Linked DNA regions of Ovis aries: region 2 is linked to region 1. The links are chromatin contacts, called in public Hi-C maps. All regions are on one chromosome and are shown on one strand. Each heading gives the region's core, a stretch centred on a gene start, on an enhancer-like site or on the middle of the called end of the contact. The rest is flanking DNA. Distances are from core to core; before and after follow the strand shown.

Region 1 (2,700 bases), core at 127-2,626:
GTACAATGCTGAGCATGCAGTAATACCCTGTCACTAAAAAGAGATCTTAGCAGTAATGGACTCCAGCAGTTGTCTATACAGGCTCATCATCAGGAGGCTTGAAAACAAAATACCAGGGTTTCTAACTTGGTCAAGTTAAAAGGATGGAGTTGGGGAGAACCACCCTCCCCTTCCCACCCTAGGCTCTAAGCTTATTCATTAAAAACATATTTAATGATATAGCACAATTGTTCAAATAAATGTTGAATGAAAGTGTAATAAAATATGTTGACATTAAGTGATTTCCTCCTACATTCCAGGGACTGTGTTAACACATAACTCACGTAATCCTCATGGGGTGTGAATACTACTATCCTCATTTTACAGACAGGAAAAGAGAGGGTCAGCAAGGTGAAATCACTTCCTAAGATGACCAACCTAGCAAGTGACAGAATAAGGATATGAATTCAGGTTATCTGACTGCAAACTCTACATCCATTCATTCAACAAATGTTTATTATATGCCCATAGGTGCCAGGCTCACGGCAGAGAGAGAGACAAATTATTTTAGTGATTTAGTGTGTTACTAGGTGGAAGTGCTACCAAAAAGTTAAACCGGAGGAAGAGGGAAGTTGGAGTGGTTTTGGGGGTAATCTTGAATAGGGCGATGGGGGTAGGCCTCCAGCAGGTGATCATTGAGCCAAGACGCAACGGAGGTGTGGATATGGGCAGGAAGCCTTCTAGGAAGAGGGAATAGACAGTGCATGAGCCCTGAAATGGGAGCGTCACCCAGCTGGGAGGAAATGAGTCAGTAGGCAAATCGGAGATGAGATGATGGGGTGGAGGTGGGGACCAGATCATGTAGAGCCTTGTAGGTAGCCTCATTTACGTTTTAGGTTTTTTTCTGGGAGGGAAATGGGGAGACTCGAAAGTATTGCGAGCAGATGAGGAAGTGATCCGACTTAGGTTTAAAGGATCCCTTTGTTTCGATAGGGGGAAGAACAAACTGTAGAGGAGACGAGAGACCATCCTGTTTCTAAAGCATGAGAGTTCTTTCTCAACGTCATACTCTGTAGTTGCGACTTGGCCTGGTGACCAAAGGAAACGTGAACTCAGCTTGCAAACACTAACTCTACCTGGCGGCGCCTCCCACCCGGCAGAGGGCAGCAGCTCTGAGAAAGCGCCTCCAGCACCCAGCAGTGTCCTCCTTAACGACCTCGTTTAAAAGCAGCTTCCTGTTGGTTGGAGTGGCAGGGATGCTACCCAATGGCTGCCTGCATCTATCCGATTTCTTCAGAATGGCGTTGGCACCAGCCAATAGGCGGGGGGCTCTGCCTGTGGCTTCTGATTGGCTGCTTCGCTCATCTATAAAAGATGCCCGCCGGCGCGCGGCCCTCCTCTCGCCAGGCGTCCTCGTGTGAGGTTCGTCCGTCTCGCTGCGTTCGCACCGGCAACTGTGGCGGGAAGAATGGGGGTCTTTGGGGGTTCTTTTGGAGGCTCTTGGGGACCGCGGGGTCCGGCCTCTTTGGTTTGGGGGTGCGGCGGCGGCCGCCGCGACAGGTGCAGCCCTGGCTCGGGGCGGCGGGCGCCCGCGCGTGGCCTACTCCGCGTGTACCTTGGGCTTGGAGCCCGCCGTGCTGTGGGGACGCGTGTCGGGGTGGCTTGAGCTCCTTTTCTCTCCTCAGTGACATCGTCTTTAAACCCTGCGTGGCAATCCCTGACGCACCGCCGTGATGCCCAGGGAAGACAGGGCGACCTGGAAGTCCAACTACTTCCTTAAGATCATCGTAAGTTTGGGGCAGGCCCCGCCGCCCACCGTGCTGCCCGGGCCCGGGCACTGGTGGGGACGGTCAGCTGCCGTGTGCTGAGCGCCTGCTTGCTAGCTGCTATATTAGGTCATTTTAGGCACATTTCATTTAATTTTTACAATTTCCCGAGATCCATGCCCTTCCCCCTCCCAGTGTTGCAGATGAACAGACTCAGGCAGGTGAAGTGGCTCTTAAGGTAAAGAACATTCAAGCCCAAGTCTGTCTAGGTTCAAGTAGCACTCGTTCTAATTTTCTTGTCCTGTCTGCATCTTTGAGAAAGTCTGAGGCTATGAGTGACTCATTATAATGGGGCAAGTTGTTGCCTATTTAGAGCCTGTCAGTCAAGAAACTATGTGAGTTCTTTAATTTAGATGGCCTTGAGTTGGGTCTTGCCTGGCCAGAAATGCTAATCACGCTGCTCTTCAAGCCTTAGGATGCGTTGTGGAGTTTAGTTTTTTGCGTTCTTCCTCATTTATCATGCAGGTTTTCAGTTTAACAGAAAACTTTGTAAAATGATTATATACACACAACCTAGGTCCTACAAGTTACTATTTTGACATACTTCCTTTATGTTATATTTTGATTGCTGTAAATCTGACTTTACCTGGACCAGTATTTTTTTTTTTTTTGGTTAAGGCAGTCATTTAGCGAATCAAACATGCCTCGTAATTGGGGAAAGAGCAAAAGTTATAATTACAAGTATTTGTTTAATTTACTGTAGAAACAGTTACTGTTTATACTCAACACGCAAATCTTTGACAAAACTGGTGTTAACTCAGGTGGCCTATAGGAGGAGGCACTGTCCCAATCTCTGTCATTTCAAAAGCTTAGAGGAAAGGGAGTGAGATGGAAGCTGGTGATTGCGGGATTTGGTTTCTCTTAACCGTTTCCCTCTTTCCTCCTGTGAAACACG
Region 2 (2,700 bases), core at 147-2,646, 180 kb before region 1:
ACTCAAGTTCGGTACTCCTAAGCCTCTCCTTGTAAACCTCAGTGCTGTGTTTCTGAAAGTGCAGTCCTCCCATCACCTATATCAGAATGCTAGAAGCAGGTACAGGGGAGGAGATGCTTACTTCAATGCAGATTTCTGGACCTGAAACAAATCTCTGGATTGGAAACTGCAACATACCCTCCACTATTCTGCGTGGTACTTTTGAAAAACATTGCTCCAGGGCAGTGATTTCCAACCCAGAATGATTCTGCTCTTGTGGAGACACAGGCCAGTATCTGGAGACATCTTGAAGAGGGGGTACCACTACCACTTAGTGGTTAGAAGTCAAGGATGTTCCTAATATCCTGTAACTCACAGGACTGCCCTTTGCCCCAACAAGAATTATCCAGCCCCAAATGTCAATGGTACTGAGGTTAAGACATTTCACTGTATGTATGCCTTCTAATTCTATTGACAAGGGTGGCAGTGGCGCTGAGACTCATCAATTCTTTCTAAATTTAAGAATCCAGCTTAATTTTCCACTTGAGCTAAGTGAGATAGTAGTTAAATATCTACATCAAGAGTCAAAAAATGACACAGTCAGGGTGGTAACTAGCATAGAGGTGAAGATCAGAAGCTGTCAATCTCTTCCTTATGCAGCTAGTAGCTGTCAGATGTCCAGGTTTTAGAGAGGTGAACCTGAAGGCTGAGCCTTCCGACTCTGCCAGCTTAAGGTAATTTCACAAACCTCCAAGTTTTGTATAACCGACAACTGTTAACAGTATCAGAAGGTAAAAGGTGGGATGACTCAGAGAAAGAAAAAACCGAAGGGCACTTGTATGACCTTAAAAAAGAAAACTCAGGCCTGGCCGGAGAAAATAAAAATGTGTTTGGAAGGATTAAATGAGAAACTGTACACGCCCGGCACCCACCGTTTTAGAGGATTAAGAACTTGGACTAGGGCATTTGGGGAAAGGCGAACAGACACTTGAAGAGACTGCAAGGGGGTACCTTGGACCTGATGCGGAGATGGGGGTAGGCCACGAACTCGGGTCTCTCCTCCTCTCCGTGGTGCGACTTCAGGAAGACATTCAGCATGCTCACTCCCACCCCGGGGAGCGCCACGAAGTAGGTGAGGGCCTTCCACATGCGAGCTGCAGAGGGGGCACGACCGCTCAGGCCGGGCGAGGAGCCGCCCGCGTCTCACCTCCCTCCCCAAGTCCTCGAGCCAAGGTCAAAATCCCGCCGCTCTTCTCTTCAGCAGACCTGAGGCCCGCCCCGCGACCCCGGTCCCAGTACCTGAGCCCTCCTCGCCATGGGCGCCACTGGACATACACCGACTCAGCTGCAGGCGGGAACGACCCAGCAGCCCAGAAACCCGAGATCCAGCTGCCGCCGCCATCTTCGACCTGGGTCCACCGCAGCGCCGGAAGCGGAAATAGGATGTTGGCTGTGGGGGTGGGACTACAACCTCAAAAGGAAGTTCCTAGTGGGTGGTACCTTTTCCGCGGAGGCTGCGCATTGTAGCCTAAAAGCTCGGAGCAGCGGGAGCCAGAGGGAGCATGCGCTCAGCACTCCTGTGTGCGTACCTTGTTCCTAAGGTCAGCACCGCGGTGAAGATGAGCGCATTAAAAAAAAGATTTGTGGAAGGACACCCTGGCATCCAGGGTCGCTCCCTTCGTTGGAGTCCGTGCGAATCAACAGGTTCCAAGCACAAATCCCCTATCTAAAATGCTTTTTCCCTCCTCATCCTCTGACTCCGCTTTTTTTTCAAGACACTAGGACATAATAATTGTCATCATTATTATTTTGTAGGCATCACACAGCTTATAATCTGTCAGGGGAAACAAGAGATTTTGCCACTGCAGCATCCCCAAACTCTGGGATCGTGCCTGGCAAGTAACAGGTGCTCAACACAAATATGTTGAGTAAATGAATAGCAACGGGAAACAATTGACACTTCTTATACTTTATCTCTGCAATTCTTTCCTGCCCTTCTTTTTTCTTCTTCTTCTACCCATCTAAAAACAGTTTTAAAAATAAAAGTTAAAAAATAGATGCGTAAGAGAGACTTCCTTGGTGGTCTAGTGGTTAAGATTCCACCCTCCCAATACAGGGGGCTCAGGTTCCATCCCTCCTCAGGGAGCTAGATCTGGCATGTGGCAACTAAGACCCAGTGCAGCCAAATAAAAATAAACAAAATCTTAAAAAATAGATACATAAAAATGAAAGTAAACTTCTTGACCATAGGTTCCTTTAAAAATATAATGAAAGCTCTGAATCCTTTCCTCAAATAAAATATTAATACAACTTCTCCTCAGCACACACAGTTTAAGCACACAATGAGAGGGGAAGAAGGTACTGTAAAGTGCACCCAGAGACCCCCTAAGAGTCCTGTGCTCCAAATTAAGAACCCCTACTTAGAGGAATAAACAGAGACTCTGATGTGGGTAGACTGGATTCATATTTTGTTCCCATCCCTCACAGCCTGTATGACCTTGAGCAAGTTAGATAAAACAAATGCATCCTGCAGTTTCATGAAAACAAAAACAGGATCATATTACTAGAGCTTCACAACCTGATCTTCCTTTCTCTGAGTAGCCTGGGTTTTTGCATGTTATGGTGAAATTACAATAGTCAAATCTCTAGGCATCGTGGAAAAGAGTCAAAGGGTCTGTGAAGCCCTACAGTGTAGCCGTGGAAAGGATCTGAGCTCAAGCA

The links. Hi-C and Micro-C count contacts between places; a contact is called where the count stands out from the background.
Region 2: a contact with region 1 is called in a Hi-C map of hypothalamus, with 5 times the contacts expected there. The contact joins the promoter of LOC101117965 here to the promoter of RPLP0 in region 1. A contact is called at or near these places in 5 of 16 Hi-C or Micro-C datasets (blood, hypothalamus, liver and 2 more).

What each region holds. Positions count from the first base shown.
Region 1 is chr17:62,698,702-62,701,401 of ARS-UI_Ramb_v3.0, reverse strand. RPLP0 (ribosomal protein lateral stalk subunit P0) reads left to right here and starts at 1,376. Exons shown (of 8, transcript XM_027956613.2): 1 at 1,376-1,401; 2 at 1,665-1,766. The coding sequence starts at 1,713.
Region 2 is chr17:62,878,113-62,880,812 of ARS-UI_Ramb_v3.0, reverse strand. LOC101117965 (cytochrome c oxidase subunit 6A1, mitochondrial) reads right to left here and starts at 1,396. Exons shown (of 3, transcript XM_004017415.4): 1 at 1,279-1,396; 2 at 991-1,133. The coding sequence starts at 1,381.